Regions from separate parts of the Zea mays genome. Here all the other regions are linked to region 1. Evidence: chromatin contacts called from public Hi-C data. All regions are on one chromosome and are shown on one strand. The core of a region is the stretch at or near the end of the contact, and the rest is flanking DNA. Distances in the headings are between cores, read along the strand shown. Region 1 holds the start of LOC103631276 (E3 ubiquitin-protein ligase RGLG2). Region 2 holds the start of LOC114574140. Region 3 holds the start of LOC100273332.

What was found. Hi-C and Micro-C count contacts between places; a contact is called where the count stands out from the background.
Region 2: a Hi-C map of bundle sheath shows a contact between it and region 1, with 5 times the contacts expected there. The contact joins the promoter of LOC114574140 here to the promoter of LOC103631276 in region 1. A contact is called at or near these places in 8 of 25 Hi-C or Micro-C datasets (bundle sheath, ear, endosperm and 2 more).
Region 3: a contact with region 1 is called in a Hi-C map of leaf, with 4 times the contacts expected there. The contact joins the promoter of LOC100273332 here to the promoter of LOC103631276 in region 1. A contact is called at or near these places in 3 of 25 Hi-C or Micro-C datasets (all in leaf).

Annotation. Positions count from the first base shown.
Region 1 is chr6:110,150,273-110,153,352 of Zm-B73-REFERENCE-NAM-5.0, forward strand. It overlaps LOC103631276 (E3 ubiquitin-protein ligase RGLG2), which reads left to right and starts at 1,739. Exons shown (of 12, transcript XM_020539385.2): 1 at 1,739-1,966; 2 at 2,822-3,080. The coding sequence starts at 2,868.
Region 2 is chr6:110,289,947-110,293,382 of Zm-B73-REFERENCE-NAM-5.0, forward strand. It overlaps LOC114574140, which reads right to left and starts at 1,986. Exons shown (of 2, transcript NM_001369711.1): 1 at 1,899-1,986; 2 at 1,089-1,809. The coding sequence starts at 1,774. The coding sequence ends at 1,376. LOC100278599 reads right to left here. Exons shown (of 5, transcript NM_001369712.1): 4 at 2,831-3,413; 5 at 2,336-2,633. The coding sequence ends at 2,599.
Region 3 is chr6:110,369,593-110,372,640 of Zm-B73-REFERENCE-NAM-5.0, forward strand. LOC100273332 reads left to right here and starts at 1,273. Exons shown (of 2, transcript NM_001147773.1): 1 at 1,273-1,494; 2 at 1,639-2,229. The coding sequence starts at 1,422. The coding sequence ends at 1,904.

The DNA.
Region 1 (3,080 bases), core at 489-2,988:
GTTCGATGACGGATAGGGTCGGAGGTGGAGTTATATGTTGCCGCTATTTGGCCCCAGAAACTTGATCCGCTCTTATTGTTGCCGGAGATGGGATCATTAGAATGCATAAACCAAGCATTAACCTACAATAAAACCTATAATATAAGTAAACTAAAAAAATCAAGATTAAATAAATGAAAAACGATTCACTCACCAGCTTTTCCTCGTCTTCCTTCGTCCACTCTACCCTCTTTGGACGCTTTTCCTTCGACACGGGATTTTCCTCAGCTTGGTTTTCAGATCCAACAGATAAAGGTGCAACTGGAGGAGGTGCTCCATACGTAGGTGGAGCATATGGATGAGGTGCTCCATACGGAGGTGGAGCATATGGAGCATAAGGAGGTACTCCATACAGAGGTGGAGCATATGGAGGAGGGGCGTATGGAGGTATCTGGAAAGAAGCTTGACTTCCCTCCGCAGCAGGTGGGGGAGGGGCATACGGACGTACCGGGAATGAGGCTTGAATTCCGGCTTGGGAAGTTGGAGGTTGACCATATGAAGACGGTGGATATTGATACAAATGATAGGGATAAGGGTATGGTGGTGGAGGCGCAGCCGGAAATAGTACACGGTGGAGTGAGGCTGAAACATCGGAACGACGATGTAGTGAAGAAGACTCATCTAACGGAAGGGTTGTAGGTGACCCATCGGACTGCAAGAGATCCGTGAAGGTGTTCAAATCTGGGGACCAACCCGACATTGTGTGAAGAAAGGGGAGTTTGGAAAAGAAAAATGAGATGGAATGGTGTGTGGAATGAGCTCCACCCGGGTAGGGGTATATATAGAGGGATTGGGGATGAAATTTGTGATTTTTTGCAATTTTTTCAAATTTTTTGGACTCCAAACGGTCAAAAACGGCTAGTTGTAACGGCTAGCACACGTGGACCAATCAGATCGCGCCACGTCGCTCTCGCCCGCGCTCTCGCCCCGCCAGTGCCTCGCCTCCCTCTCGCCCGGGCGGGCGCTCCAGCGCGAGCGAGAGCGAGGCGATACCGCCCGCTCTCGCCGGGCGCGAGCGCCATCGTCCGGCGCCGGCCTCTCGCTCGCCTCTCGCCCGCGCGCGGGCGGCAGCGGCCTCTTCTCGCCCGCGCTGCCACCCACACTGCCACCAGCCTTATAGTTGTGAGGCTCTCCCGCAAAATTTCTAAATTTAAAAAATATTCAATATTCTTTACAAAATTTTGTTTTCTATATTTACTTCGTCTCCAGCATCGACCGACCTCTAAATTTGGCCCTCTAAAACCTTATTTATTCATCGTTTTTTATATTGCACTTGGATTCAACGTACTGCAATACAAAACGAAGAAATTAATAATTATTCATTAATAGATATTTGCGAACGTATAAACATTATACCAACAACTATTTTATACGTATTAGTTAAAACTTAAATTCTTGAACACGTTTTAGGATCTATCTAGAGCATTCAGATGTTTTCATGCGGGATCAAGTTTTTAATGTTTTAGTAGTATGTAGCTTTTTTACGTTTATCCTTCTAGACATGCACCGATGCACGGTGCATAATGAGTGTTTGCTCGTATCTAATTCTCTTTCCAGCGTTTTTGTCTATATAATTTACAGCTGTAACAGCTAGCTTTAATTTAAAGCGTAAGTATATGTTTTTGTAAGTATATGTTTTTATCACGAGCCGAGCTTTTAATGCATATACATCTCGCAATCGCAACAGACTTTCTGTGTCAGTGCCAGTGGATAACACACCAATCACCACCAGCAAAACGTGTTGAGCTCGGCCTGGTGATCGCGGCCAAAAAAATCCTAGTCTTCTCCTCTCCCGCGCCGAAGCTTCCTCCGCCGTGCGTCGTTTTCCCAGCAGCGGGGTCAGAGAACCGGTGGACAAGAAACCTCTCCACCCACCCACCTCCGCCGCTGCAGAATAGAAATTGCGGCATTGCCTCCGGCTTGAGCAGTAATTGACTTGACCTCACTTCCCCTGTGGGGAGGCTTTAATTTTCTTCCGATCGATCATAGTATCCGCTGCGGTGTGATTGCCTGCCCCCACCCCATTGCGCCTGCGCCTGCGCCTCGCTTCATCCGGTGCGCTGCCCGCCTCACTCCCGTCGTCCTCTTCCTCGTCCTCGCTCTCGTCGCGGAGCGGTGTGGAGGCGCGCGCTCCTTGAAGGCACGGGGCAAGAGCGGAGGTGAGTGAGTCCGAGCCCCGTGGATTGCTGGTTCGGTGGTCGGAACTCGTGGAGTAGCAAGAGCGGCGGCGGTTACGATATCTCACGCCAGCAGTTTGTCCTCATCTACCACCCACTTCCCCTGATCCCCTCCCCAGTACCCACTTCTCTCATATCCCCTCCCGCATCATCTCTCTTTTTTTCCTCCTCTTAGCGAGGACGCCGAATTCGCGATTGGCTTAGGCGGTGTGTGCGGATCAAATCGAGTCTGGTGAGTTCGTCCAGTGTTCGTTCCTAGCTAGTATTTGATTTGTATAATTATACTATCTATGTATGTTGTATGCATATATGCCATGCCGAAATCGAATTTCGTTCAGCCACCCTTGGATATCGTCTTGTATATGAACTGGCCCACGCTTCTTCTTCTTTTTGAATCTTACAATGGTCGATACTCGATCAGGTAGGAGGTATGCCCGTTATCGGCAACGGATTCCCGGCAAAGTTCCGTCGAAAATTCAAGAGAAAGCTGTTTTTTCCTAGATAGGCTACTGTATATGCTTTATTCCACCTTTTTTCTTGGCGAATCATTCCAGGTGTCCGACGAGTACACTGATGTTTTCCTTTCCTTTATTTATACTTACCAGGAAGATCATCTGGGTGTTGGAGTCATCCAGAGGCACAAGCTGAGGAATGGGGCAAAAGGACTCCAAGCCTTCACATGGATATGGCTACTCTTCTTATGATTACGGGAGTGCTTCATCGGGATACACCTCGAGAAACACTGGGAATTCGTCCTCCAGTTATAGCGTCAGGTACGCGCCTTCTTCGGAGAACAGTGTACAGCCGGAGACACATGCCAGGTTGCAGAGGAAGTATTCCAAGATCGGTGATGACTACCGTTCT
Region 2 (3,436 bases), core at 736-3,235, 140 kb after region 1:
TTGGCTCAAAACGGTACGTATGAAGGTTTCACGCTCCACAAAGAAATATAATACATCATGAACTATATAATTGACAATTGTTTTTACATAAGAGAACAACACACAAAAATTCTACAAGTGTTTTTATATACAAGGTCTAATCATCCTCCTTCAAGTTTTTATCGGCAGCTTCGTTCAGGAGCCTATCCACAACTTCATCAACTGCTTCATTTGCTATTCTAATCACATCAAGAGCGCTTTTCAGCACCGGATTAGCCTCAGGGTTGTATGGCTCTGGAGGAGGAGAAAGTTAGGCTGCACCAAAGTATAATTTTTTTGTTAATAATGAAGCTAAAAGTATTTACGAAGCTAAAACATGACAAGCATACATATAATCCTTTCACGTTATGCGGCATCTTCAGCTCTTCTCACCTCTTCTGAAGCAATATGAGATTCCTTTTCATTTTGCCTAATAGTTTCGTCTGCCGAAGGTCCTCAAAAACACGGCTAACCATTTGCTTTCAGCATACTATTGAATATTACAGGAGCTTCGTCAACAGAAGAGCTTTGACATAATGCAAGAGGAGCATGACGAAGGAAGTTTCGTCCAACAGACTTCATCATGGTGGAACGGGTAGACAACGTAAGGAGAAGGTGTTGCTCAAGTTGATGAATACAAATGGCGATATTTCCCTTGTAACATCTTGTAATCTTTGTATATAGATATTAATGGCATGAATGTAATAATGTACAAAGCCTCACGGTTGCATATAAATAGATGAACAGTACCTCTTATACTGTTCACGTTGGATTGTAATCGCTCTTGCGTCATCACCTTCGAACAAGCCGAAGGTATTAGGGTAATATAAATTCTGATAATGTATATATATTTATCATGAAATGACTATATGAATGGATAATACATCTCGCATGTATAGGACTTTTATCTTATATGAATGATGAACGATGAATACGTGTTTTTCATGACCTTCATCTGAAGATCATTATATATATCCGAAAGCAGATAATGCTTCGAAGGACAAAGTCCTTAATGTATAACAATTGTGTTGTCTGATTCTTGATCCACAACAACTGAGAACAAGTGATCAACAGGTAATACAGCATTCGTGTTGTTTTATGTCTTAGGTAAACTTGGCCTCCACTTGTGTTTCATGAGCTTCAAGAGTGGCAAGAAGTCATCATCGACATGACAGACCCTTTACAAGGAAAGGTATGTACAAGGAACAAAAAAAGGTACTCTTCCCCTTCTGTATTACTGTATGCAGCGAAAACAAATGAGGGGGGAAAAACAGAGGCCGAAATGCAGGCAAAGGCACCTGCGCATTTGCGGTAAGGCGTAGTACGAACGCTTGTCGCCGCCCGCTGCGTCGCGTCGTCATACGCCGGCCTTCTTGCTCATCTTCATCTCGTGGAGTCCGGAGCCGCTGCCGCTGCCGCGGTGGAGCCTGCACCGGAACGAGCCCTCGTGCACGGTCGGCGAGCAGAGGCACGCCCCGGGGCTCACCGGCAGGTGCTGCTGCTTATTCCTGGCTGTTGTTGTCCGCGGCGTGATGTTCGCGGCGGCGGGCGCCTCGTGCGACGAGGCGCCGTGCTGCTGCTGGTGTCCCGGTGACGTGACGGCGGCGTGGAGGAACAAGGCCATCTTCTCCGGCACCGCGACCTTCTCGATCGGCGCCGGCCTGTCCCCCATGGCAGGTCCAACACGCCCTAACCTAGGAGAGGTGGCGTTCTTGATTGATTCGCCGGCCTCGGTCCACAGTCCAACCGATTCCATCACAAAACATTTAAAACCGATCAAATTAGCAAGAACTGGTTCAAGGATGCAGCCAACACGTTTATTACACACTTGAATCGAAGCAAAAGAAAGTAAACTAAAAGCGCGCATAAGATTTACTTACCCTGAATGTATTGAAATCCAACAATTATGGAGTTAAACTACTAGATCTACTGAATTATCTCTATGGGTTATATGTTGCTGTAGCATAGCAGTAACGAAATGGCGAGAGGTGGTGGAGCTAAAGCGAGCGATTTATCCATGCAAAAGCCTATTTAAAGATCGGAATAGCTATTTTTATCGTGTATTCACGCTACTTGTGGATCAGATATCCATTCGTGTGCATGAGCAGCTAAGCTGCTGAGCCGGAGCTGGAGTCACTATTTTGAGGCCAGTTTATATTTGGGCTCTCGAAAATGTATCCTGTCGTTTTACCAGGAAAAATAATACTTAATTGTGCTGCGGAAAATATGTTACTTAGATTTCCCAAATTGTTTGAGTCGATCATAGATTGTTTGAGCTATCAAGGGTGAGGTTTTGCCTCGTGTCTTTAGTTGAATATTGACAAAAAGGAATTTTTCCAAGATGATAAGTGCCCAGACCTTATTTCTGTTCCATAAAGACGGATGAGGAATTCCTATGGAAAATTTATTTTGGTTCTGTTCTAATCTTGTAATTGACAATAAAAGAAAATAAATAACAATAGCTTCTCTTAATCAGAGTAATAGGAAACTAGCTAGTAATTGACACAACTCATTGGCTTGCAATCTTGTATTTGATGAGCACCAAATATTTCTCGTACATGTAGAAACGGAGTGAACAAATCACATGGTGTTGAAATCGATGCCTGATATCCACGCTGCAATCAAAGATTTAGATGGGAGAGAATAATTAGTAAGCCATGCTTAGCATATTGTATGCTACTCACTGAAATATAAAAGACACATAAGGTCAAGCACAAAACCAATACAAGTCAAGTAGACATTCATCTAATTAAAAAAAAACACACACACACAACTAATAAGAAATGGATATGAAACAGGTCACAAAGAGCACCTGGAATTTGGTTTGTCAAAGTCGACCAAGTCACCTTCACCGACATAGAGGCGAGATCAAAGTTTACTTTTTTACTCACACATCCATGAGTGTTTACTTCAATGGGAATACAGCGTTCAGCGTCGTCTTTTAAGTCATTGTTTTTACCCACTTTGAACTTCAAATGCATCCAAGTATCCTCGAATACAGCAACCGCGTATCTTAAGCCACTTGACTCACCAACAATGCCATTGAAGAGCTGAATTTCTTCTTCTTCTGAATCACTGACAAAAACAAACGAACTGAGAGACAAACGGACACCTTCCTGCGCATGCACTTCTGATATGAAAACTTCTATCGTGGCCTCCACTCCGCATAAAATGCGGGCTACAGTCATGTCAACCGCACCACAATCACCGTTTATGCGATATGTGAATGGTGGCCAGCATGGTGTCCTTAGCTCAGAATAGTCTATCATTCCATCAATGAGCTGTAGATCATCTTCTTCTCGATCTCCATTCTTTATCCTCATATCAAACTCAACAAGTACAGAGGAAACCATTGAGATGCCTCGCTTAGGGCCAGTCATTTCGATAAGGGAATCCTACAAGATTATTATTAGTAGTA
Region 3 (3,048 bases), core at 23-2,522, 220 kb after region 1:
GCAGTACTTAGTGAGTTTCTTGCTGTCATTGACTCTTGCCTTCCCAGGTTGACGACCCAAGTAGACCCTCCTAACTGAAATAGAAACTGTGAGCCTTTACTATTGTTTGGATTGGAATAAATTGGAGAAGGATTTTGGCATCTTTGAATGTTAGAGAGTTTTGACTTGATTTAGTACTTCCTGAGTTTTGTTTAGGTCCAGTATTATAAATATCATAATAATCTCTTAAACATGAAGAGGTTCTCGTACTTTTGCTACATAGACACTTCTGCCGTCAATTTGCTACCTCTAATGTTCAAGTTTTTTTCTTGTTGCTACAACAGACTCATGTGCTGCCACAAGTGAGGATGTCAGCGCATGACACTACATCTGTAGGCAGATCTGGTCAAGTTGTACATTGACGCTGTTGGTCACATCAAATCCCGCGCAAGGGATTGTTTGGATCAGCATTCTTCTCCCCTGTGAGGCCATGTTCGGTTATACCCCAATCCATATGGATTGAGTGGGATTGAGGGGGATTCAATCCCTACTAAGTCAAAATCCCCTCCAATCCATATCAATCCCCTTCAATCCATATGAATTGAAAATAACCGAACAAGCCCTGAAGGGTGGGGTGCCATCAACCCAGTATCTTACATGATTCCTATGATTAGTAGCTGAAGAAATGTGAAGTACTAAGCATATGTGCAGATTCGATGGCACTTGCATCGATCGGCGCTATAGATTACCACATGATCCAAATGCGATAATAGTCCCACCAAAGATTCAAACGGGGGTTTTTAATATATATATATATATATATATATATATATATAATACCAAAAAAACTGCCTTCCGGTGGCTAATTCGAATCCATATAACGAAGTAACTGAAGGGAGAGAAGTTTCAGATAAATAAACCTTTATTTCAAGGCGAGGTATCATTTTATTATATGTTGGTAATAAGTCGTGTCAGAGTGGGGAAGAAAAAAAAAGAGTCGATAGCTGGCAGGAATGTTAGTTGAGTTTTCGTTTTCTTTAATAAAGAAGACGAAATATCCGTTGAGCTGAAACTGGCAGAGCAGCCTGCCCTGCCTGAAACCACAAGCGGCCTGGAAAACCAGGAGCCGAGCCAGCAGGAACGAAGAAGACAAAACAGAAGGCGGGGGCCTCCGGTTTGGTTCCCCTCCCTCCCCGTTCCCAGGCTTCCAGTGGGCAGGGCAGCCACTGGTTCCACTCGTCCGTTCAGCTATAAGTTAGTCGAGACACGGCCTTGCACTCAGACTCATCATCAGTTCAATTCAATCCAATCCAATCCAATCCCACCCCGCCCCTTCCAAGAACTCTAGTATCAACCAACCGTCCAACAAAAGCAGGAGTCGCATCCGACCCCCCGCATCAGAGACAGGCAGGGAGGGAACCGAGATCCGTCCGTCCGTGTCGATGGAGTCAACGGTGGAGCGGATAAGCTCGTCGGTGCAGTCCTGGGTGAAGGACCACGAGCTCGCAGCCATCGGTGAGTCAGTCTCAGCCAGCGAGCGACCTTGTTGCAGATATCCACAACTGCTGCTTAGTGTTCCGTTTCCGTCGATGATCTTCTGCTGAAACTGAAACTGAAACCGCTAGCTGTCTGCCTGTCTATGTGCGCGCGCGCGCCCAGGAGGCGTGTGGGCTGCGGCGGTGGGCACTTCGGTGGCGTACAGCCGGAGGAAGGCGCCGCAGCGGGGCACGGGCCTGCGCCTCATCCACGCCAGGATGCACGCGCAGGCGCTCACGCTCGCCGTCCTCGGCGGCGCCGCCCTCTTCCACTACTACGGCGACGGCGGGCGCAGGAAGAGGGCCGACGACATCGACCTCGACTTCTACTCGCAGCTGCCGCCGGCCACCGACGCCGACGGCAACGAGAACCAGCGGTGGAGCTGGTAGGAGGAGAAGGAAGAACTGTAGCAGACTAGCAGTGGGTGCTTGCAGCAATAATAATTGAGGTGGGGCCCTATGACGTGGCGGGCGGGAGGGATTAGTCTGTGCTAATCCTAATCCATCCAGCTCAGACAAGACGACGGGCGGCCCGTTTACTTAACATTATCGGTCCATGCTGTCATGGCCGGCACCACATCCACATCTACTAGTCATCTAGGAGCAGCCGCCCATAGCTGCTGCTGCTGCTGCTTCTCTCCTGTGTCACAGTACTACTACCACCACCATTTGTTTATCTGATGAATGAACGGTGACGATGATGACGATATTGTTTATATCACGGTTTCATTTTTTTTTTGCACTCTTCGTTTTTCTGTACCCATAATCGGCCGTCTGTTTCTGCTACACGTGGCAATCACAGCTAGCGAAACGTGTGTGCCGTGGAGCCACGTGTAGGTGACGTGACATGCTTTGTATGTATACCACATATGACATCTCTGTATTTCTCTTCAACCTCGAGCTCGGACCAGCTGACAGCCCATCACCTGCAGAGACTCGCGAGCCCAGACTTTACACAGTTCTATACAGGCCCAAGCCTACCGGTACAACAGGTTGCCAGATGACACTGGGCCTGGCCTGGCCCATAAGACCTGTATGCAGTCCGTTTAAGAAAACCGCCTTGCATACTTTTTCCTAGACTCGATGGATAGGACAGGGACAGTAGGCTACATTCGTCCGTATTCGAATTGGCATGAGATATGGTACGTATCTGAGTCTATGTACTTAGTATCCTATCTTTATCCATATTTGTCGGTACCATAATTAGGGGTACCCTCAAGATTTCTAATTCTCAGGTGGTAACCCCCATCAGCACAAAGCTGCAAATGCCTGATGGGTGCGATTAAGTCAGAGATCGGTCCATTCGAGGGACTCGATCACGCCTCGCCCGAGCCTAGCCTCGGGCAAGGGCAGCCGACCCCGGAGGATCTCCGCCTCGCCCGAAGTCCCCCTCCAGCGACGAACATACTTCCGGCTCGCCCGAGGCCCTGTCTTCGCCAAGAAGCAACCCTGACCAAATCGCCGCGCCAACCGACCAAATCGCAGGAGCATTTAATGCAAAGGTGGTCTGACACCTTTATCCTGACACGCGCCC